Regions from separate parts of the Pan troglodytes genome. Here regions 1 and 3 are each linked to region 2. Evidence: chromatin contacts called from public HiChIP or PLAC-seq data. All regions are on one chromosome and are shown on one strand. Each heading gives the region's core, a stretch centred on a gene start, on an enhancer-like site or on the middle of the called end of the contact. The rest is flanking DNA. Distances are from core to core; before and after follow the strand shown. Region 1 holds the start of ALS2 (alsin Rho guanine nucleotide exchange factor ALS2). Region 2 holds the start of NOP58 (NOP58 ribonucleoprotein). Region 3 holds the start of CDK15 (cyclin dependent kinase 15).

Region 1 (4,145 bases), core at 27-2,526, 480 kb after region 2:
GGCTGATGGGATTTGGGATTTAAGGAAATTCACCTCTAGTGGTCTCACTTTCCTCAGAGATGTAAGAGACAAAATTTTTTATTTTTATTTTTACCAAAGCGGGTGAGTGAGTAGAGTTCAGTAAGAGGTTAGAAGAGCGTGAGGGCTGGGAACAGCAGGGGAGGGGAATAGGAGATAATCTGAGTAGCAATGTGTAAACGTGACTGTCTTAGGCTCAGCAATATTGCGTAGTCGCACATGGAAGTCCCGACTGAAGTTGGACACTTTTCGTTCGCAGTGGTGCCAATTTTCAGGGTTGTGTGATTTTCTGCACCGATGCAGGAGTGTGCAAGGTTGGTTGAACTGTTGCAGACTAACAGTTTTGCAGGTGGGCGAAGGATCAGGGAGGAAATTGAGTTGAGGGTGTTGGTGAATAGGATATAGGAGTTTCAGAACCCGACTACACATCTGTCGTTGATGGTCTAAATATTTGCATGTTTGCAGGTCCAGCGATGGCACAATGCCTAGCAGCAGAAGGTTTCCACCCACTGTGCGACATGAGTGGCAGCCCTGGAAAATCATAAAATCATGGGAGGACTTGAGAGTGCAGGCTGGGTGGGGTGGGACTGTGGCTGCGAAAAACAGTGTTATGAAACTGCGCGGGACAAGAAAGCTGATTTTACTGATTGTATATTGGGGAGTACTACGGGAATCACTGGAGAGGCCACTTCATTTTCTCCTATCCCACCCCATCTTTTGGGGTTGCAACTAACCAGTAAGTTTACACATTGAGAATACAATGGCGAAACGGGGCCGCGAGGCGATGACGTCATTCGCGGGAGTTTGGGGGAGAAGCGACCACTGTTAGGGTACTGTCCATAAAGGCAATTTGAAAATATTTCAGCCTTTTTACTTTTATACTTCCGGCCCTTGCAGTTTGAGGTGGTAACAAACGACTGCTGCTCCCAACCACTTTCACCACTGCCTGTTACCATGGAAGCGCTCGGGTAGCTAGGCTTGGACGACTCTATTCTACGTCATCATCAAAGCGCATCTCAGGAATGATAGCTCCGCCCTAAACTAAGGGAGAGGCTGTGCTCCCAAGTACGTAGCCTGCAGTGCCTAACGCATTCTCAGTAATTTTGACCCCCAACAGACGCCGTCGACAGTCTCCCAAGAACAATTCCCAGGAGCTCGGATTCCAAGAGCCGCCCGCGCCCTCGTTTACCCTCGCTAGTCGCCCTGCAGCCCCGCCCTGTCCGGAGGCCCCGCCCTCCATGAATCAGCTGATCCCGCGGACCCACTGGGTTGCCAAGCTCGCGCCGGATGCGGAGCGCGGTGCTGCCGGTGGAGCTTCAGGTGAGCGAGCGTGGGTCCCGGGTTGGCTATTGGCTAAGGAGGGCTTATCGGCTGGGACCCCTTGTATGCGGAAGGCCGGGGACAGGGAGCTAGGCGGAGGCTGTGGTCGAGGCCGGAGAGCGCCCTGCGGGGGCCTGCGGAGACGGCGCCCGCATTTTCCCAGCTCTGGGTGCGATCGACTGCTCCTGCCGGTCCAGCAGCGCCCGAGGCGGCCCCTGCCTTGGCCCCAGGTTCTCCCACTTGCCCCGGTCTCTCCCTCGCCAGACTGGGCGCCGCTGCAGTGGTCTCAGCTGCGTGAAATTCCTTCAAGTCCCCTCTTCCCGCCTCCACCCACGCTGCCTTCCAGCTATTCATTCACGAGAATTTCTTGAATGCCCACACTAGGCGCTGAGCTGATAAACTGGGGTCCGTGGCCGGGAACCCTGCTGAGTGTCCCTGGCGGCCTTGCCACAGGGTGCAAATCGCGTTGAAGAGTGGACCAAGGGCTACTTGAAAAGGCGGTTGCGGAGAAAGAAAATGGCTTTGATAATAAGAATTAGTAGTTTAGGCAAGTCTTTGAGCCTATCAAGTAATTCATCAAGAGGAGAAGATAAGTTATTTTGAGAAGCGAAGCCAGAAAAATAACACAGGTCCTTGACGCTGGTGTTCGTCCTCGGATAATAGGGCTACTTTGGAGACAGGCAACAGTAGACTGGTAGAATCGTACTATTGCTTAAGGCTTTGATGGTGGAAGAGAAAAAACACTCTTGTTGAAGTGGCATATCCAAGAACAGTGCTTTCTTTCTGGTTTAGGATGGAGAAGGAACTGACTGCTGTACCCAAGTGAAGATCTTTACTCAGTTACCCTTATATTTGGCTATATGGAATAAAATTGTGTGATATGTTTATTCTGAGCAGGTACAAAACTTCAGCAAACCTATTGGTCCCACATTTCCCCCCCCCCCCCATTTATCATATGATTTGGAGTGACCGGTTGACCTTTGAATTAATGAATAATTTAAAGCAGTGAAAAATTTGTTTTTGCAGTAAACTACAGTGTTTTAACCTTGATAACATAAGCATAGTGGTTAAGAGTCTAGGCTTTGTATCTGAACATACCCAGAGTCACATCCATTTACATCTTTGATTTTGGGCAAGTTATTTAATCTCTCTGCCTCAGTTCTCTTGTCTCTAAATTGGGGATAAAAATGTTTTCCTGATAACAGTACCTTTACATGTAATGGTTCATGTATCGTATTTATTACAGTGCCTGTTTTATGGTAAATATTCAATACATATTAGCTGTTTTTATAGTTAATTCCACCCACTACATCATGATCCAAACTGACTCTTTTCTTAAGTGATGGGGAAGGGAACTGAATATTTTAAGGAAGTAGCTATAAAATATGATTTCAAGTTGTTCTGTAGTAATTTTGGTGTTCCATAAGGACATTTTAATGTGAAAAAGATACTGACAGAATCTATACATGGTTTGAATTTATTAGTTTCTAAACTATGACCAGTATTAGCAGATTTAAAATTCATAATTATAGCAAGAAAACGTCAAAGTTGTTTAATAGTGTTAAAATTTGAAACTGTAATGATCCAGAAAAATGAAATACCAAACCGATAATTTTGGGAAAAAAACAAAACTTGAGTGGCATTATGCAGGCTATTTACTTTTTAAATGTACACAATATAAACAGGAATCCCTTCTCTCCAAATTTCAGTTTTTCAGAATTTGGGCTGTCATTTGAAACACTTACTTTGGGCACTTTGACTGTTAAAGAAGCAAAGGGTATGCTAAGAACTTCAATGAGTCTTGATGTTAGTGTTTTTGTAATTAGGTGGAATCTCCTACCTTTTCATGAAAACTGTAGGTTTAAAGCAGTAGCTGCTGGGTCCATTCTAATGATAATCTCAAAAATGTGACTGACTTGTAAAAAACTACAATTATTTATTAATGTGAGACTAGGTAAAGTATGAGTTGAAAAACTAGGAAGAAAGGCAGAGTGGTGATTTTTAAGCTTGTATAAAGGAAGGCCCGCTTTGGGTACTATGAGGTACCTTTCTCACTCAGAGGCATGCTGTGAGGATTTGTGACTTTTAAATCATTTAGCTCTTTTTATAACTTTGTGGAATTAAATCTACCACGTATTTCAAGTGTATTCAGGATATGAATTTTCCTGGTAGAGTTTTAACAGATTTTTTTCTCTTAACCCGTCATTGATGACCAAACAATTTTGTTGTCTGTAATAAGAAAGTACTCGGTTTTGTAGGGTGTCAGTCCTTAAGAAAATGTTAGGTAGTCATCAATAAAATAGCAACAATCTCTGGCTTGTTTCTTTTTCATATTGCATTTAATTTTCCTTTCCCTGTCTCTTATTCGTCTGTATATGTGATGGTGCTTTCTTTAGCTTATGTCTTGATGTTTGCCTGCATGTAGCTGAACTGATTGATCCAGGTGGGTAGAGGAAAACATATTTAAATTGGTAGTTTTTGGAGCTATTGTATACTTCTTTCAAATTTGAAGAAAATTTACAGTTTTCTCAATACCTATGAGAAAAAGACTGGGGTTTGTTGGCAGAGTTTCGCTTAGCTGCTAGTGAATTATGTCCAGAGAGAAGATCAGCTTTCATCTCATTAATTCCACAAATTGATCATCTCATGTTTCCCTTAATTATCACGTTTTAAATATTTTTCTTTTGAGTCATCACACAGTTCTTCAGTTCACATGGCCTCCCTATCAGGAAGGGAGTGGTTTAGACCCAATAATGGCATTTGGGTGGGCTAACATTCACTCCAGGATTTTTTTTTCTTCCACAGCA
Region 2 (4,055 bases), core at 441-2,940:
AATACTGAACTGCCCGATCTACACAACTGCATTATCAGGTCTAATAGACAACGCAAGCTTCGAAAAGCCCAAACCGGAAATCTTTAGTCCTTCCCCCACAAGAAACTTTCTTAACATCTTATTTAAACCAAAACCCCACATTCAATCTATTAGCCAGTCCTTTCTGTTCTACCTTCACAATTTCTATCGATATTTGTTTCTCTCCATACCAGGCAATTTCATCTTGTCCAAATGAATGCAAAAGTATTCTTGCTGCCGTTCTTATCTCCTCGAGTCTAATCTCCACACAGCAGAGTAACCGTATTAAGACAAATTAGCAGGTCATTCCTCTGCTTAAATCCTTTCGATTGGCCGAGCACGGTGGCTCACGCCTGTAATCCCAGCACTTTGGGAGGCCGAGGCAGGTGGATCGCTTGAGGTCAGGAGTTCAAGACCAGCCTGGCCAACATGGTGAAACCCCGTCTCTACTAAAAAGCAAACAAACAAACAAAAACAACTAGCCAGGCGTGGTGGTGGATGGAGGCCTGTAATCCCAGCTACTCGGGAGGCCAAGGCAGGAGAATCGCTTGAACCCGGGAGACGCAGGTTGCAGTGAGCCAAGATTGCGCCACTGCATTCCAGCATGGGCAACAAGAGCGAAACTCCATCTCAAAAAAAAAAAAAAATCTTTCGATCATTCCTCAAAACATCTAGAATAAAGTCCGAATTCCCTATAATCTGTTAAATTCTAACACGCCTCCTGCCCACCTCTTCAACGGGAGGAAATAAAATCCTCTAATGCAGAACGGGTCTCCCCAAACGGCGGGGCCACGTGTTATACGTAACATGGCTCTCAGGTGTAAAGGCCTTCTCCCTCCTCCCAGAGCCCGGGCTATAACAGGCACCCACGCTACTCTGAGTAGTTCCGTGCTTAAGTCTTTCCCTCTCCTCGTCTGTCCAGCATCCGCCTTCCCCCTTTAACGGCTCGCTCTCCCACCTACCTTAAAGATGGCGTAACCCACAGACGTTTCAAACAGCACCAACATGGTGAGGCCGGGTCAGGGCGCCGCACGGCCCGCCAGAAGCTGTGGAGTCAGTTCAAAAACACCGACTACGCGGCCTCAAAAGGCCTCCTAGGCCGCGGCGGGCAAAGCACAAATGCGCTCGCCGTCCCGCAGAGAATCAGAACACGCTGCCTAAGCCCTCCACGCTGTACTGGAACTAGGACGCACGAACGCGCTACTCCTTCTCTGAGGATTCTGGGATAGCGACGTCACTTCCGACAGAAGACTGCCGCAGAGATTGCCGTCACTTCCAGAATGTTCCCGCCACAGCGGGCTGGGGCGGGCCGAGAAAGTTTGTATCGCGGGATCTAGGGCCTGAACGGAGCCTTTGCGCCTTTTTTTCTTTTTTTGAGGCGGAGTCTCGCTCTGTAACCCAGGCTGGAGTGCAGTGGTGTGATCTCGGCTTGCTGCAACCTCCGCCTCCCGGGTTCAAGAAATTCTCTTAGCCGGGCGCAGTGGCTCACGCCTGTAATCCCAGCACTTTGGGAGGCCGAGGCGGGCGGATCACAAGGTCAGGAGATCGATCGAGACCATCCTGGCTAACACGGTGAAACTCCGTCTCTACTAAAAATACAAAAAATTAGCCGGGTGTGGTTGCAGGCGCCTGTAGTCCCAGCTACTCGGGAGGCTGAGGCAGGAGAATGGCCTGAACCCAGGGGGCGGAGCTTGCAGTGAACCAAGATCCTGCCACTGCACTCCAGCCTGGCGACAGAGCGAGACTCCGTCTCAAAAAAAAAAAAAAAAAAAAAAATTCTCCTGCCTCAGCCTCCCCAGTAGCTGGGACTAGAGGCACACACCACCACGCCCAGCTAATTTTTGTATTTTTAGTAGAGATGGGGTTTCAGCATGTTGGCCAGGATAGTCTCGATCTCTTGACCTCGTGATACGCCCGCCTCGGCCTCCCAAAGTGCTGGGATTACAGGCGTGACCCACTAGGCCCGGCCTTTTTTTTTTTTTTTTTTTTTTTGAGACAGTCTGGCTGTTGCCCAAGCTGGAGTGCAGTGGCACTATCACGGCTCACTGCAACCTCCAACTCCCAGGCTCAAGCGATCCTCCCACTTCACCCTCCGGAGCAGCTGGGACTACAGGCCTGTGCCACCACACCCAGCTAATTTTTTGTAGAGACAGGGTTTCACGATGTTGCCCAGGCTAGTCTCGGACTCCTGACCTCAAGGGATCCTCCCACCTCGGCCTCCCAAAGTGCTGGGATTACAGGCGTGAGCCACCGCGCCCCGCCACCGCTAGAGATTTAAAGGGGAAAAACTTCACGATATTATTTTGTTAACCCTCTATGAATTATATGTTCACTTTGAGAGAAACGAGGAGCTGTTTCGGTGCCAGTCTGCCTCAGGCATCTAGAATTTGAAATGCCAGCTAGTGCCGTTAGACTTTATCCCCTTTCAAGCCCTGCCTTGAGGCGAAGGCCTCAGAATAACACCATTACTGTCACTATATTTGTGAGCATTCCTGGCCGTTCTTTTCTGTCTGGCCAAATGAATTATTAGCACAGTTTTCTTTCAATAAGCCTCTCCTATTTTTGCTGCATTTGTTAAAATGACCCCAGGGTATGAATTTAGAATGTCTTTTTTTTTTCTTTTTCTTCTTTGTTTTTTTTGAGACGGAGTTTCACTCTTGTTGCCGAGGCTGGAGTGCAGTGGTATGATCTCTGCTTACTGCAACCTCTGCCTCCCGGGTTCAAGCAATTCTCCTGCCTCAGCCTCCCGAGTAGCTGGGATTATAGGCATGTACCACCATGCCTGGCTAATTTTGTATTTTTAGTAGAGATGGGGTTCCTCCATGCTGGTCAGGCTTGTCTCGAACTCCCGACCTCAGGTGATCCACCCACCTCGGCTTCCCGAAGTGCTGGGATTACAGGCATGAGCCACTGTGCGGGGCTGAATTTAGACTGTCTTCTTGATTTAGTGTTACTTACTTTTCTGGAAGCCTTTCAGTCTCAGGGACTGGGATTAAATACCCCAGTTGTTTCACAAGTCTGTCTTCCAACAGGGGTAAAATTTCCTTACTCACTTCCCAGGCCCTATATGCAGATTGTTCCTAATCATTAAATTGCAACCTGCTGGGAGAATTGCTTGAACCCAGGAGGCGGAGGGTGCGGTGAGCCGAGGTGGCACTACTGCACTCCAGCCTAGGCGACACAGCGAGACTCCATCTAAAAAAAAAAAAATTGCAACCTGCTCAAGATTGTGGAACATTAAATAGGTAGCAACTCTGCAACCTGAGATTAAGAGGAAAGAAAATCCTGGGTTGAATAACATAAAGTCACAGGACAGAGGAATCTACGGTGAATTTTTTTTTTTTTTTTTTGTGAAACGGAGTCTCAGTCTGTCGCCAGGGCTGGAGCGCAGTGTCGCGATCTCAGTCACGATCTCAGCTCACTGAAGCCTCTGCCTCTTGGGCTCAAGTGATTCTCCTGCCTCAGCCTCCCCAGTAGCTGGGATTATAGACATGCGCCACCATGCCCAACTAGTTTTTGTATTTTTAGTAGAGACGGGGTTTCCCCATGTTGGCCAGGCTGGGCTTGAACTCCTGACCTCAGGTGATCCGCCTGCCTCAGCCCCCCGAAGTGCTGGGATTACAGGCATGAGCTACCACGCCCGGCCTAGGGTGAATTCAAGAGCATAATTGGCCGAGTGCATGGTTCACGCCTGCTATGATCTCGCCATTACACTCCAGCCTGGGCTACTAAGCAAGACCCTGTCTCAAAAAAGAAAAAAAGCATGGTTGATTATAGTTACAGCTGTAATCCAGTGTGGTCAGGGAGACAAGAGAGATGAAAATTACCTGATTGGGAGAGGGGTATGTGTGGGTGGGTGAGATGTTAGAAACACCATGTCTGTTTACAGTGTTATTTAACTGCACAGTATTTTTCTGTCTAGTCTCCTTAGCAGAAGTGACATCTGCTAGAGAATTGAGTCTACTTTACACATATTTGTGTCTGTATAGGATGTTATGTTGTGCCACTCATGAAATAGAATCTAATTAATTCTTAAA
Region 3 (4,373 bases), core at 78-2,577, 460 kb after region 2:
AGAGCAGACTTGGGAAGGCTCGCTCAGTAATTGCCCTGGAAGCAAGGGCCAGCCTCCGTAGACAAGCTCACATTAAATTCTTCTTGATCAACATCAGCTGCTCACTCACCCACTGAAAACCCTGCCTCAGATCCTCTTCCTGAAAAGAATCACTGTTACTCCGTGGCCTTTTACTCTTGAACTTCTGGGCACGGACAGCTTGAAGTCCCCTGGGGTGAAATGAAGTCATGGAACATGATGCTTCTTTTAGGTCTGTTAGCTAGAGAAAAAAGAAAGAGCAGAAATAAAATTTATGCAAAGTAAAGATTCAGTGCCTGGTAAAACCATTTTTTCTTTATTTGCCTCATTTTCACTCTTCAAATGTTTTCTAAGCTTCCTGTACCCCCAAAAGGCACTTTTCTTGAAAGATCCCTGAAAAAGACCATAATGGTATCAACTCCTGAAATACTACATTCTTTCTTCACCTAAAAATGTGTCTTTAACATTCAGGTTAACCTAAATCTCTTTGATGGATGTTTTGCAACTTTTTTCTGATTAAGTCTGGCTTTTTTTTTTCATGTCCACTTAATTTATTGCTGTAGGGGAATAATCTATGGCATTGCTAATAATCATGAACTAATTACTAAAGTTTCAAATCCATAGCATACCAACTAATACTGCAGCTTGCCTTTTAAGTTTCAGCTCTGTAATTTAGGACCTTAGAGATTTTGAGAGAACTACTTTCTCGACTTCAAGCCAAGTGAGTTTCGTGCAGCCCAAAGCCAAGGATTATTTTTCCCTTTTGGTTTACAAGAAATTCCCCAAATTTGATAACTACAGCCATAAATTTTCTGTGACTTTAATAGAATTTTCATTTTATTGGTTTAGACCTACCGCAGAAGAATCAGACCCCGCTACAAAAAGGGAGTGTCTGAACTCCTTGGTTTATCAATAGAGAAAGATGCTCTCTCCTGGGATACAAATACCTTGAACGCAGCCTCCGTGGTCTCAGGCTGACTCCTCCGACAGCTGTGTGCCTCGCCTCCCTCTGAACAACGATAGCAGCTGCATCCAGGCTGTACAGTCTTTGCACACAGCTCTTGACCCATAATCTTCTAGGTTCAAGGAGAAAACCCGCACTTGAACCTTTCCCCCACTGCCTCTCCTATCCTTGTTCTCTCCCTTTTTGCCAGAGGTCAGCAGCGTGGAGCTTTCATATGACTCACATGATGGCTCTGCCTGGAGCAGCCTCACAACTTCAGCAGTTTTTCCTTATCAGTGCAAGAAACTCCACATCAGACAGGGATTGCTTGCATTCAGATGTGCACAACTGAAAACGAGGCAGCTGCTATTGAATAGAATGAAATTTGGCACAGTTAAGGTTCTTGTTCTGGCCACAAGTTACTGCTATTGGTATACATAGTTTTTAGGGATTGACATTGCTTATCTATGCAATGATATTTATATGATATCATTGATGGTGATATTGATATTAGGTTTTCCTGATGCTAAAGTGGACATGTTGAGGAGTATTTTTCTCCCTACCTTTTATCTGAAAGCATTTTGGTTTTCAGACTTTAAAACAAATTTGCTACCTAGCTAACTTTTAGTAGTCAAAGAAACCACAGAATCATAAAACAGGAAAAAAGTTGAAGATATCTACTGCATCTCTTTGCCTTCAAACAATAGTGTGTCCAATAGTCTTAGAAGGGTTGCCATTCATTCATTTATTCAAAAACTATGTGGTGAGCACCTATGTTGTTCTTAACTGTACAAATGATGATATTAGCCAATGGTGATGGAGAGAGAGGAGTTTGAATGAAATACTTTCTTCCTTTCTTGCTTGCTTCCTTCCACATATATGTAATTAATGTTTACTATATGTAAAGTACTATATTAATAGCACAACATGTCAAGGAATCTGGCTTAAATTGGTTTGCAGTCTGTAGTCTTCAAATGCAACACTTTTCTCTGTTAGATTCCTAAGATTATTGCCACTATAATGTACTAATCATAAAGTGAGACAGAATGGAGGATATATAAACAATCATTATTAAGGGAAAAAATAAGAGTTATGTCTATTATCACAACAATATTTATGAATATTTGATATTCGAACCTCATGATGGTTTTTTTAAATGTTCAGGTAATTTCATTATGAGCATGTATTTTTTCATTTCAAAATTGCCACAAGAGAAGAGACTTAAGCCAATTCCAAGATTCAATCTAGAGATATTTTTTGAAAAAAAAAAAAAAAGAAGAAGAAGAAAAGGAAGACTACTTGGCTCAAAGACCATTCAACTTTTTTTTTTTTTTTTTTTGAGACAGAGTCTCGCACTGTCGCCCAGGCTGGAGTGCAGTGGCGCAATCTCGGCTCACTGCAAGCTCCGCCTCCCGGGTTCACACCATTCTCCTGCCTCAGCCTCCTGAGCAGCTGGGACTACAGGCGTCTGGCACCGCACCCGGCTAATTTTTTGTATTTTTAGTAGAGACGAGGTTTCACCGTGTTAGCCAGGATGGTCTCGATCTCCTAACCTTGTGATCCACCCACCTTGGCCTCCCAAAGTGCTGGGATTACAGGCGTGAGCCACCGCACCCGGCCAAAGACCATTAAAGTTTTGACTGACAACTGAGAGAGTGAAAAGCTAGTTTCTCAGAATATTTAATTCCATTTGAATTTATAATAATATAATTATAATACATTTTATCAGAAATGCTAATTTCTTCCTAAAAGATTGTGAATTTCATCACATAAAAGTTATGTCCCAGGTCAAGTTTATGATGTCTTTTCTTGCATTTTTTTTTTTTTTTTTTTTTTGGAAACAGGGTCTCCCTCTGTCTTCCAGGCTGGAATCCAGCTAGGTGATCACTGTTCACGGCAGCCTCAGCCTCCTGGGCTCAGTGATCCTCCCACCTCAGTCTTCCGAGTAGCTAGCTGCAGGCCTGTGCCAAGACAACCAGCTAATTATTTTTTATAGACACAGGGTCTCACTATGTTGCCCAGGCTTGTCTTCAACTCCTGGCTTCAAGCATTCGTCCTACCTCAGCCTCCCAAATAGCTGGAACTGGGGGTGCACGCCACCATGCCTGGAAAATTTTTTTATTATTTGTACAGACAGAGGTTTCACTATGCTACGTAGGCTTGTCTCCAAATCCTGAGCTCAAGCGATCTTCCTGCCTCCCAAAGTGCTGGAAATACACGCGTGAGCCACAGCATTGGCCTATAGCCTGATTATTAAAGGTGTAAATTGCTATGTTTAGATACTAGAATTAACTACTTTTTTTTTTTTTCTTCCAGAGACAGGGTCTTGCTTTCTTGCTCAGGCTGGAGTGCAGAAGCTATTCACAGGCATGCACCGCGTACCTGTCTAGAACTCCTGGGCTCAAGCAATCCTCCCACCTCTGCCTCCCAAATAGCTGAAACTACAGGTGTGTGCAACCACACTGGCTTTATAGTCTTGTTTAAAGCCAAGGAAAAATATCTGATGACTTCTTAAGATGTTTTCTTGCTGTGTTAGAAATAGCTTTTGTTCTGAAAGATTTCTGAAAGACAAAAGACTTAGATGATTTCATTTAGCATTGTGCATTAGGCTCAGCTTCTGAACCACTCCAGATTGGCTTGGCTGTACCTCCTTTAGCAGCCTGGTCGCCATCATAGCAACAGAGGCCATTTCTGGGGTCTTGAAGCACACTCATTGTTGCTGCCACCTCCCCCCGTCATAGGACAAGGAGCCCCAACACATGAAGCTGACTGACCAGGAGAAACCCTTGTGCTTGCCCACCAGCCTAAATAGACCAAGAGCCAGAGAGGCTCAGGCTTCTCTAGCAACTGCTTGCGAGGGCCAAGTGATACAATCCAGAACTGCAGGAAGTTCCATGGAGCACGCTTCCACCATTGGGAAGCCAGAGATGTTGTGGAGCTGAGATCAGCTCAGAAACATGCTCCATTTGTGGAGTGTCACTTGAGCCTGGGAGTTTGAGGTTGCAGTGAGCTGTGATTGCATCATGCACTCCATCCTGGGCAAAAGAGTGAGACCCTGTCTCAAAAAAAAAAAAAAAAAGAGAGAGAGATGAAAGATGAAAGAAAGAAAAAAAGAAAGGGAAAAAATCTTCCATTTATAAGGTTGATGCAAAAGTAATTACAGTTTTGCCATTACTTTCAATGGCAAAAACCACAATTACTCTTGCACCAACCTAATAATCCTAATATTTGCTCTCTCCTTCTCCTCACTTCTACTTCCCTAGGATTGCACAAACTGCCCCTACAACCCTACCCCTTTTGCTTCAGGCTCTGTTTTCAGGGAATTTGTGTTAAGACAAATGGTAGCCACTTTTTAAATTGGCAGTGAACATTTTAGGTTACTGATCATTTCAGGCTAGCTTCTCCACCTACC

What was found. HiChIP or PLAC-seq counts read pairs in DNA pulled down with a chosen protein or histone mark.
Region 1: a contact with region 2 is called in an H3K4me3 HiChIP or PLAC-seq map of stem cell-derived excitatory neurons, with 7 times the contacts expected there. The contact joins the promoter of ALS2 here to the promoter of NOP58 in region 2. A contact is called at or near these places in 1 of 7 Hi-C or Micro-C datasets (stem cell-derived neural progenitor cells) and 1 of 1 datasets of contacts at active chromatin or transcription factors (stem cell-derived excitatory neurons).
Region 3: an H3K4me3 HiChIP or PLAC-seq map of stem cell-derived excitatory neurons shows a contact between it and region 2, with 5 times the contacts expected there. The contact joins the promoter of CDK15 here to the promoter of NOP58 in region 2. A contact is called at or near these places in 1 of 7 Hi-C or Micro-C datasets (stem cell-derived neural progenitor cells) and 1 of 1 datasets of contacts at active chromatin or transcription factors (stem cell-derived excitatory neurons).

Annotation. Positions count from the first base shown.
Region 1 is chr13:103,808,961-103,813,105 of NHGRI_mPanTro3-v2.0_pri, reverse strand. ALS2 (alsin Rho guanine nucleotide exchange factor ALS2) reads left to right here and starts at 1,276. Exons shown (of 34, transcript NM_001079920.1): 1 at 1,276-1,338.
Region 2 is chr13:104,292,140-104,296,194 of NHGRI_mPanTro3-v2.0_pri, reverse strand. NOP58 (NOP58 ribonucleoprotein) reads right to left here and starts at 1,690. Exons shown (of 15, transcript XM_516036.8): 1 at 981-1,690. The coding sequence starts at 1,025.
Region 3 is chr13:103,834,390-103,838,762 of NHGRI_mPanTro3-v2.0_pri, reverse strand. It overlaps CDK15 (cyclin dependent kinase 15), which reads right to left and starts at 1,327. Exons shown (of 14, transcript XM_009444001.5): 1 at 966-1,327; 2 at 110-259. The coding sequence starts at 1,088.